Linked DNA regions of Sus scrofa: regions 1 and 2 are each linked to region 3. A link is a contact called in public promoter capture Hi-C data. All regions are on one chromosome and are shown on one strand. The core of a region is the stretch at or near the end of the contact, and the rest is flanking DNA. Distances in the headings are between cores, read along the strand shown. Region 1 overlaps LOC102167892 (a long non-coding RNA gene). Region 2 holds the start of WNK1 (serine/threonine-protein kinase WNK1). Region 3 holds the start of FBXL14 (F-box/LRR-repeat protein 14).

Region 1 (2,727 bases), core at 50-2,549, 810 kb before region 3:
GCTAGTCCCAGCCCAGAAAGAGCGATTCATTCAAATATATGGATTTGATGGCCTGCAGTGCCCATTTGCCTTTAATTAGGTGCCTGAGATCCTCAGTCCTCTGTCAGGATTAAGTTTGAAAGGGTGCCCAGGTCTGTTGCACACAGTAGGACTCAGAGCACTGGGAATGATGGCAGTTCCCAGTTGCAGAGTACAGATCTTGCCTGACACACAGATAAATGCAGGACATGAGTCAGGTCCCCCACAGCCCTGTGAAGCTGGTGAGGACATCCTTATTGTGGAGGCTCAAGAGCCTAAGTAACTTGCTCAAGGTCACACGGCCGTCTTCAAGGTCCCAGTTCTATATCTGCCAGAGCCTATAATTTTAACCCCTAACCTGTTACTTCCTCGAAGTTGAAGAGATACTCCCTGCCTCCGAGGAGTTTGGGATTTAAAGATAAATTTCTGTGGCCTAAGTTGAAAGAAGACCATGTGTACTTTTGCTAAGAGCAGGTTTGACACATCTCCCGAGGCGACCCTTGCCTCAGACCTTCCTGAATCTGCAGTGGGGCTGTCCCTGAGGCCCTGCCTCACTCTGGTGGAAAGGCTAGAGTTCACGCTGGCAAGAGGTGACCCGGGCAGCTGGGAGAAGAGGGTCGATAGACTCTCATCTGGACATTCTGAATTTTGACCCCCTCAAATGTTTGAACTGTCGTAAAATTAAAACAGAAACAAATATGCACCCCTGAAGACCAATGGTTAATATAAAGCAGAATTTACAACTTCATTTCATCCAGGCCTGAGCTTCTCCATGTATGAAATGAGAACAGTATGCCCAGTTCAGCAAGAGTGCTGTTAAAAAGATCAATGAGAGAATGTGGGTGAACGTGCTTTGCAAACTGTGAAGCCTTAGAACAAGGGTGAGATGAGGGAGAAATCTCTCCCGCTCAGACTGCACTCCCACCTGTGGGCCTAGAGGCATTCTCAGGGCAGTGTTCTGATTCAGCCCGCCCCAGCCCAAATTTCTTCAAGGGCCTCCGCTGTCTTCTCAGCAGCCCCCCTGATCTCTGAAATGCTTCTCTGCCCTCTCTCCTCACCCACCTGGGGGACCTCCCTTCAGGCTGCTCCAGGCGCATCTTTCAGTTCTCAGGCAAGCCCACCTACACTGGGTCCCCAAAGGAATCTGCGGTGCAGAAACCACCCCCCACCCCCGGCCCCACCCCCTGCCCCCAGCTGGCTTCCACCTACCTCTCCAGCCTGGTGTCCTCTTCCTCCTCCCTCCGGAGAGGGGCAGAGGGTTCAGCCTCCTTACTGGGCCACACCACATGACTCACTGTTCCCTGCACACACCCCACCCTTCCGTACCTCTCCTGCTCCCTCCAGGATGAATGGCCTTTCCTCCCAGTGCCCCCAACCCCCAGGCCTGCCCTTCCTCTGGACCCTGGGCTGTGTTCAGACCTCTCCAGGCTGCCCCTCCAGCTGCCTGCTTTGTGGTGGGGAATCCATCTTCCACATACCACGGTGCCCAGTTCAGTGATTTGCCCACATGAAATGCATGATAAATGATGACAGCATTGACATTTTCATGTGAAAGTGTTACTTCAAAGAGTTTTTTGGAAAAAGGCAAAAGAATGGATCCTTGAAGGTGGGATTTCAAGCCGGACTCCTGCATGAGGGGTGTGCTGTTTGAACAGTGAATATTTGCCTTTAAAATAGAAGCCCCTGGCCTAGGGAGCCTTTCTACCCTGGTATCCTGCTTCAGGGAACAAATGACTCAGGCTGGACGCTGTCACTGGTCTTCAGGCCAAAGCCTGCAAAGGCGGGACCCCTGAGGCCTGTGTTTGGGGCAGGCCCTCAGCCTGCGGCCTTCCCTGTGCCAAGAGCAGTGAGTCTCGCCCTTGGAAGTCAACAGTCACTAATCCACTGTGGGTGAGGTGTCCGCCTGCTCAGAAATCTCCCGGAGCCGCGAGGCGCCAGCCCTCCCCCAGGTGCACGCGTGCGAAGGCTGCCCAGGGAAGGTGTAAGGCGCGTTCTCGTCCGCCAGGGGGCCCCAGACATCGCAGCAGGCCCTGGGGCAGCCCCCCGCCAGGAGGCCTTCTGCTCCCTTGAGAGTCCAGGAAGTAACAGGCTTTCTTTCTGAAAAAAGGCCCGTGGGGCAGAGCAGGCCGGAGGGACAGGAAGGCACAGGGGCTGTAATTAGAACCCCTGCGGCCTGCTTGGTTTTTGTCAGAAAGCTTTTCTATGTCTTCTGCAAGAGGTCACCTTGTCAGCCACCTGGGTCAGGGTCCAAAGTTAATCTTAGAGCTGCCACTTAGAAACTTACAGAGACTTGGAACAAGAGGTGTCCCCCCACACACACACCCCACCCTCCCACAGCTTGCAGTTGCTCTGGGGCCTCCAGATCCATCTGGAACTTTGTTCCAGGCTTTGGGGTTCTCAGCGACATTCCCCAAGCTTGCCTGACCCATCTCTGCTCATTGTCTGCCTACCAGCCTTCAAAGGCCAACAAACTGAGCCAAGATTTAAACAATAATAATTAAATACTGAGACTGCTGTATGCCACACACAACCCCCATGAAGTGGGTATTAATTGTCCCATTTTACAGGTGAAGATATTGAGTCTCAAAGAGATTAACTGCCCTGAGTCACCAAATACTAAGGGATGGTCCCTTTACAAAGCCTGATCAATTTAACCTTAGACTTTATTCATGTCTTCACTTAAACATTTACTGAGCGTTTCTTGGTTTT
Region 2 (2,700 bases), core at 124-2,623, 680 kb before region 3:
TTAGAGTAAAGAGGGATGCTGGTTTATTAAGCACCAAGCAAAAGACAGTTGGACATTTAAGTTTCGTCCAAGTCAATTCAGCTCTTTCAAGCTTGTGGTAAAAGACGCAAAGATCCGCAGACCTTGTCTTTTGAGTCCATTACCACCTCACCTTCCCCCCTTTCCACGTACAGTCTTTTTTTTTCTGGCAGAGTTCGCTTTGACGTTTGACTACACTGGGGCAGCCCAACACTGAGAGCCAGAGTGTGTGTCCTGGGCTGGAGCCGAGGATGCGGCCTTAAGTGCTATGGGAGGTAGGCGCACAATCATTCTCCCTGTCTCCTTCCTTGCCACGCACCCAATCAGTGTGATGCACAAAGTTTGTGGCCCAGGGAGGGGGTCCGGCTCCCCCTGCTCTCCACCACACCCGGGTCTCAGCACCGCCGCGGCTCCTCATTACACAGAAGCAGCCCATATTCCAGCCACGGCAACACCAAGAGCTCGCTCTCGCCTCAGCAGAGCATGATGGGAGCCTCTCCCCTCGTCCTGCCTCCCTTTCCTTTTCTTCTCCCTTCTCTCATTCCACAATTAATGCCTAAGTCATGATTTCCCTAGCTGGTGCCGACTGAGGGATGGGGCTTAGCGACCCACGGTGACGCTCCCACCCACCTTCCAGAAGGGGCGGTTTCAAAAGGAACTACAGTTCCCGTCGGGCATCAGGCTAAGTAACCGCAGGGCGACACGGGAGTCGTAGGCGCCTTCCTCCTCCGTCCCTTTCATTCCTCAACGCGTCAACTACAAGTCCCAAGGGGCCTCGGGACAGCACGCCTGCGCGAGAGCCCCGCCAGCGGGTGGGGGTGGGGCGCTCCGGGCGCTGGGGGGCGGGGCCGGAGCGGGCTGTGTGGAGGTTTTAGACTCCCGGCGCCATTTAGCGCGGAGTTTCCCTGGCGGACGCGGCTCTTCTCCTTCGGCCTCTCTGCACCGTCTCCGTGACAGAAGCTCCTGACGGGGTGACTGCCCTTCCTCCTCCCTGCCCTCCTCGGCCCGGAGGAGCAGCGGTTCGGGCCCTTCCCCACCGGCCCTCCCTCTATTAGCCCCCGGCCCCGGCCCGGAGGGGACGGGGTCCGCCGGGCCCGCGGCGGGCGGCGAGGCCCGGGGCCGGGGGCAGCTCCTCTGCTCCTCCGCGTCGCGCGTCTGCCCCTCGCGTCGGGCGATGGGTGGCCTGTGAGGCCGTCCAGGAGTTTGGCGGGGAGGAGGAGCGGCCGCCCGCCTGGCCGCGAGCCCCGGCGCGGCCTCCCCCGCCTCCGCGCCTGAGCGGCCGCCGTTCGGGGGTCCGCGCGCAGCTGCCGGCCTCAGGGCCCAACCCGCCCGGCCGGGCCACGGCGGCGGGGAGCCAGTGCCGCCCCCGCCTGGACTCGGTGCGGGCTCCCGCGCTGCACCCATGACTGCGCGCAGCTGCCGCTCCCGTCCGCTCGGCCGCCGCTTGCCGCACGATGGGTGCGGGCGGTGAGGCGCCAGCCCCCGTGCCTCCGCCCCGCCACCGCCCCCGAGCAGCCCGTTTCGACAGCCGCAGCGGCCTCCGCAGCCCGGCCCGCTGCCCCGCCTCCCGCTCGGACCGCCGAGTCAGTGCCGAGTGAGGGGCCGTCGGCCCACAGCGGCCCGCTTCTATCCAAATTAGAGCCGCCTGCCTCGCTCCCACTCCTACCATGTCTGGCGGCGGGGCCGATCAGCAGAGCAGCCCGCCGGGCTCCCTGTTCCTTTCGCCGCCAGCGCCTGCCCCCAAGAATGGCTCTAGCTCGGACTCCTCGGTGGGGGAGAAGCTGGGCGCCGCGGCAGCGGACGCCGGAGCCGGCAGGACGGAGGAGTACCGGCGTCGCCGCCACACCATGGACAAGGACAGCCGGGGGGCGGCCGCGACCACCACCACCGAGCACCGCTTCTTCCGCCGTAGCGTCATCTGCGACTCTAACGCCACGGCGTTGGAGCTGCCCGGCCTCCCCCTCCCACTGCCCCAGCCCGGCGCCGCCGCGGTGGCCCAGCAGAGGAGCCCCCCGGAGCCCCACCGCGAGGAGACTCTGACCCCCGCTGTCGCCCATGTGGCCCAGCAGCCGCCAGCCGCCGCCACCCCAGGGGAGCCGGCCGCCGCAGTCCCGGCCGCCGCCTCGGCCCCGGGCAGCGCCAGCCGAGACCGTCAGGTTGCCCAGCCCAGCCAAGCGGGGAGCAAAGAGGAGCCCCCGTCGGCGAGAAGCGGCAGCGGCGGCGGCAGCGCCAAGGAGCCGCAAGAGGAGCGGAGCCAGCAGCAGGATGACATCGAAGAGCTGGAGACCAAGGCAGTGGGCATGTCCAATGATGGCCGCTTTCTCAAGTTTGACATCGAAATTGGCAGGGGCTCCTTTAAGACGGTCTATAAAGGTCTGGACACCGAAACTACGGTGGAGGTCGCTTGGTGTGAACTGCAGGTATACACGAGCTACTTCTTTATTTTACGGTGGTTTGGATCCCAGATTTGGCTCAGTTCGACCAGTTTCTAGAGTTCACCCTTGGCATGTCTTTCTCTAACTGTTCGCTCCAAGTCGAGTGTGGTGGGAGGCCAACTTTTGAAAAGAGGTAGAAACCAGAATTTGGGGCTTGCACCTAGGTGTTTGGATAGAATAGGAGTTAGTGGCTGTAGCTAGTGCGATTTGCTTCTAGGGAAGGAGTGGTGAAAGGCATCCTGGTACA
Region 3 (2,700 bases), core at 176-2,675:
GCTTTGTGTCATCGCCCCCGCTGCATCCACCGCAATCATCTGTGTCTACGTGTGCGTGTCGCGTGACCGTGGGGGCCGTGGTGGTGACAGGAAGATGAACGGGGCGGGACAAGGGGAGCTGGCGCTGCCGCCCTCACCTGACCTTCTCACTATCCGTCATCTGCCAGAGTCCCAGGTTGAGCACCTTGAGGCAGGGCAGCTGCGTGATGCGCTCCAGGCCGCGCTTGGTGATGCGGGTGCAGCCGTACAGGTCTATGCCCGTGAGCTGGCTCAGGTGCTCCGCGATCAGCTCCAGGCCCTTGTCCGTGATGCGCACGCACTGTCCGATGTTGAGCGTGCGCAGCCCGTGCATCTGCCGCACCATGCGGTTGATGCCATCGTCACTGATGTGGCAGGAGCAAAGAGACAGGGACTTGAGGCCGTCCAGCCCCTGCGCTATGTAAGCCAGACTCTGGTCCCCCACCTTGTCACAAAAGGAGACGTCCAGCCCCGAGAGGCGCAGGCTGCCCATGGCCAGATGCATGATGCCCGTGTCACTGATGTTGTCGCAGGAGCGCAGGTTAAGGCTGCGCAGGCTGCCCATGTGCGACAGGTGCAGGAGGCCCGCGTCTGAGATGCCCCCGCAGAAGCTGAGGTTGAGAAGCCGCAGGCCCGTCAGCCCCCGGGAGATGTGCTTCAGAGATAGGTCCGTGAGCTTCTGGCAGTCCTGCAGCGTGAGCTGCTCCAGGCCTAGGCAGCCCTCGGCCGCGCTGCGCGTCATGCCGGCCAGGTGCCCGATGCCCACGTCTGAGAGGTGGCGGCAGCTGCGGAGATTAAGGCTCTTGAGGCGCTGCAGGCCCCAGGCGATGAGCAGGAGGCCGTGTTGGTGATGTTGCTGCAGCCACCCAGCTCCAGCACCTCCAGGCCCTTGAGGTACTGGGCTATGCGGCCCAGGCTGCTGTCGGTGATCTGCTTGCAGAGGCTCAGGTTGAGAGCACGCAGCGAGCCGATCTCCTGCACGAACGCGTGGCCCAGCCCGTTGTCGGTGAGGTTGTAGCAGCCGCTGAGGTTGAGGCTCTCGATGTTGGCCATGCCCTGGATCACGTAGCTGAGGCTGCGGCGCAGGCTCAGGATCTGCACCCGGCGGATGCCCCGGGCCTGCAGGCTGGGGAACAGCGACGGGTTGGCCCGGCGCAGGTGCAGCTTGGCCTCCACCCCCCGCCACACCGACTTGTGGTAGGCGGCGTCCCGCCAGGCCGTGCACACCTGCGCCGCGCGCCCCTTGTCGCGCACGTCCAGGTAGCCGAAGATCATGGCCAGCAGCTCGGGGAACAGGCACGAGATGTGCGTCTCCATCTTCCTCCCCGCGGCGCCGGGGAGGAGGCGCGGGCCCCGCTCCAGCCCGAGCGACGAGGCGGCTGGCCGGCCGCGCCGCGGGCCCAACGGACGCGCCTCCCGCCTTCCGGCTCGGCGCCGCTCCTCCTCCCGTCCGCGCGTCCTTCCTGCCGCCCTGCCCGCCCTCCCCGCCCGGCGCGCTAGGCGCTCACATCCCGGGCGGGCGCCCCCGCGGCCCGGCCCTCGCTGGGCTCAGCCCCGCCGCGCCCGGCCCGCGCCGCCCCGCGCGCCCCGCCGCCGCCGCCGCGCCCCCGGCCGCATCCTCCGGCGCCGCGCCGGCCGGGCTGCGCGCTCGGGCTGGGCGCCGGGAGGCTGCGGCCGCCTTTGTCCTCGCCCGCTTTTCAAAGCTGCCAGCGGGCCGCCCGCACTCGGCCGCCCCGGCGGGGGGACCTCGGGCCGGCGCGCGCTTAGCCCCCGCGTCCGCGCACGGGGCAGCGCCGGCCGGCACGGAGCGCGCGCGCGGAGCCGACCCGGGGCGAGCGGCGGCCGCGCCGGGGGCGTCCGGGCCGGACCCGCTGCTCTCCGCGCCTCCGCGCCCCCGCCCCCCGCGCTCCCCCGCGCGCGCGCGATGGTACGAGCCTGCGCGCCGGAACTGCCGGCGTTGCCCTGGAAACCGAGCGCCGGCCCGCCGCGGGTTAACCCTGTGCGCGCCGTCGGGGCGCCAACCGGGTCGGGCCGCGTCGCCGCCGCCGCCTCCCGGAGCCGCCGGCCTCGCCCGGCCCACGTCTGGGTTGCGCGCCGCCGCCGGGCCCGAGGCCTCTCCGTTCGCCTCCACCCTGACAGCCAGCTCCCTTTATCCTCCCGCAGACCCTCCTCCCAGACCACTGCTCGGCGACCGCCCCGCTCTCCTCCTTCCCTCCAGTCCCTAAGACCCCGCAGCGCGTCAGTGCGGCCGCCCCACCGGTCCTCTCTGGTGGGCGGCTTCCCACGGTGCCTTTCTCCCCAGACTTGTGCCCTAAACTGGAAAGAAACTCAGCTCTATCCGCCCGTCCCTTAGCCGAACGCAGGCCCTCCCAGTGCTCGATCTGGATTTACCCATTACCACTTCCTTCTAGCATGTTCCGGGTGTTTCCAGACATCACTGCCAGTGCGCTGCCCTGGGCTCGTTCGGCTTCAGAACTTCCTCCGCCTCCGCACTTGGCTGTGAGCCGTTGGCTGCCCCGCGTCTGGAGCCAGCAGCCTCACTTAAGCGCTTTCTTTCTTGTCAGCCTCTTAGACCACGCATGGCCCGGTTGTACTGATGGTTCATATAGTTTTGTGTGCCGACACAGATTTACTTTTAGATAAAGTAGAATGACGATTGGACTTGGCTTAAGGTGCTTCAGC

The links. Promoter capture Hi-C pulls out the DNA fragments that hold promoters and counts their contacts.
Region 1: a promoter capture Hi-C map of fetal skeletal muscle shows a contact between it and region 3, with 6 times the contacts expected there. The contact joins the enhancer-like site here to the promoter of FBXL14 in region 3. A contact is called at or near these places in 2 of 5 promoter capture datasets (fetal skeletal muscle and liver), 4 of 47 Hi-C or Micro-C datasets (embryonic fibroblasts, heart right ventricle, omental adipose tissue and 1 more) and 2 of 2 datasets of contacts at active chromatin or transcription factors (alveolar macrophages and skeletal muscle).
Region 2: a promoter capture Hi-C map of liver shows a contact between it and region 3, with 5 times the contacts expected there. The contact joins the promoter of WNK1 here to the promoter of FBXL14 in region 3. A contact is called at or near these places in 1 of 5 promoter capture datasets (liver), 2 of 47 Hi-C or Micro-C datasets (embryonic fibroblasts and heart right ventricle) and 2 of 2 datasets of contacts at active chromatin or transcription factors (alveolar macrophages and skeletal muscle).

The regions. Positions count from the first base shown.
Region 1 is chr5:67,867,837-67,870,563 of Sscrofa11.1, forward strand. The region is part of intron 2 of LOC102167892 (a long non-coding RNA gene); the gene reads left to right. Among named protein-coding and RNA genes, the nearest start is that of B4GALNT3, 97 kb to the left of the region's middle. Within about 2 kb of position 1,300, at least 35 of the 83 cell types and tissues checked have an H3K27ac peak or open chromatin away from gene starts, as enhancers often do. A contact at or near this core is called in alveolar macrophages, fetal skeletal muscle, liver and 1 more, where this site is marked.
Region 2 is chr5:67,999,419-68,002,118 of Sscrofa11.1, forward strand. It overlaps WNK1 (serine/threonine-protein kinase WNK1), which reads left to right and starts at 1,374. Exons shown (of 29, transcript XM_013997884.2): 1 at 1,374-2,438. The coding sequence starts at 1,686.
Region 3 is chr5:68,676,794-68,679,493 of Sscrofa11.1, forward strand. FBXL14 (F-box/LRR-repeat protein 14) reads right to left here and starts at 1,426. Exons shown (of 2, transcript XM_021092497.1): 1 at 864-1,426; 2 at 1-861. The coding sequence starts at 1,335. The coding sequence ends at 134. All of the region lies in intron 1 of WNT5B (protein Wnt-5b), which reads left to right.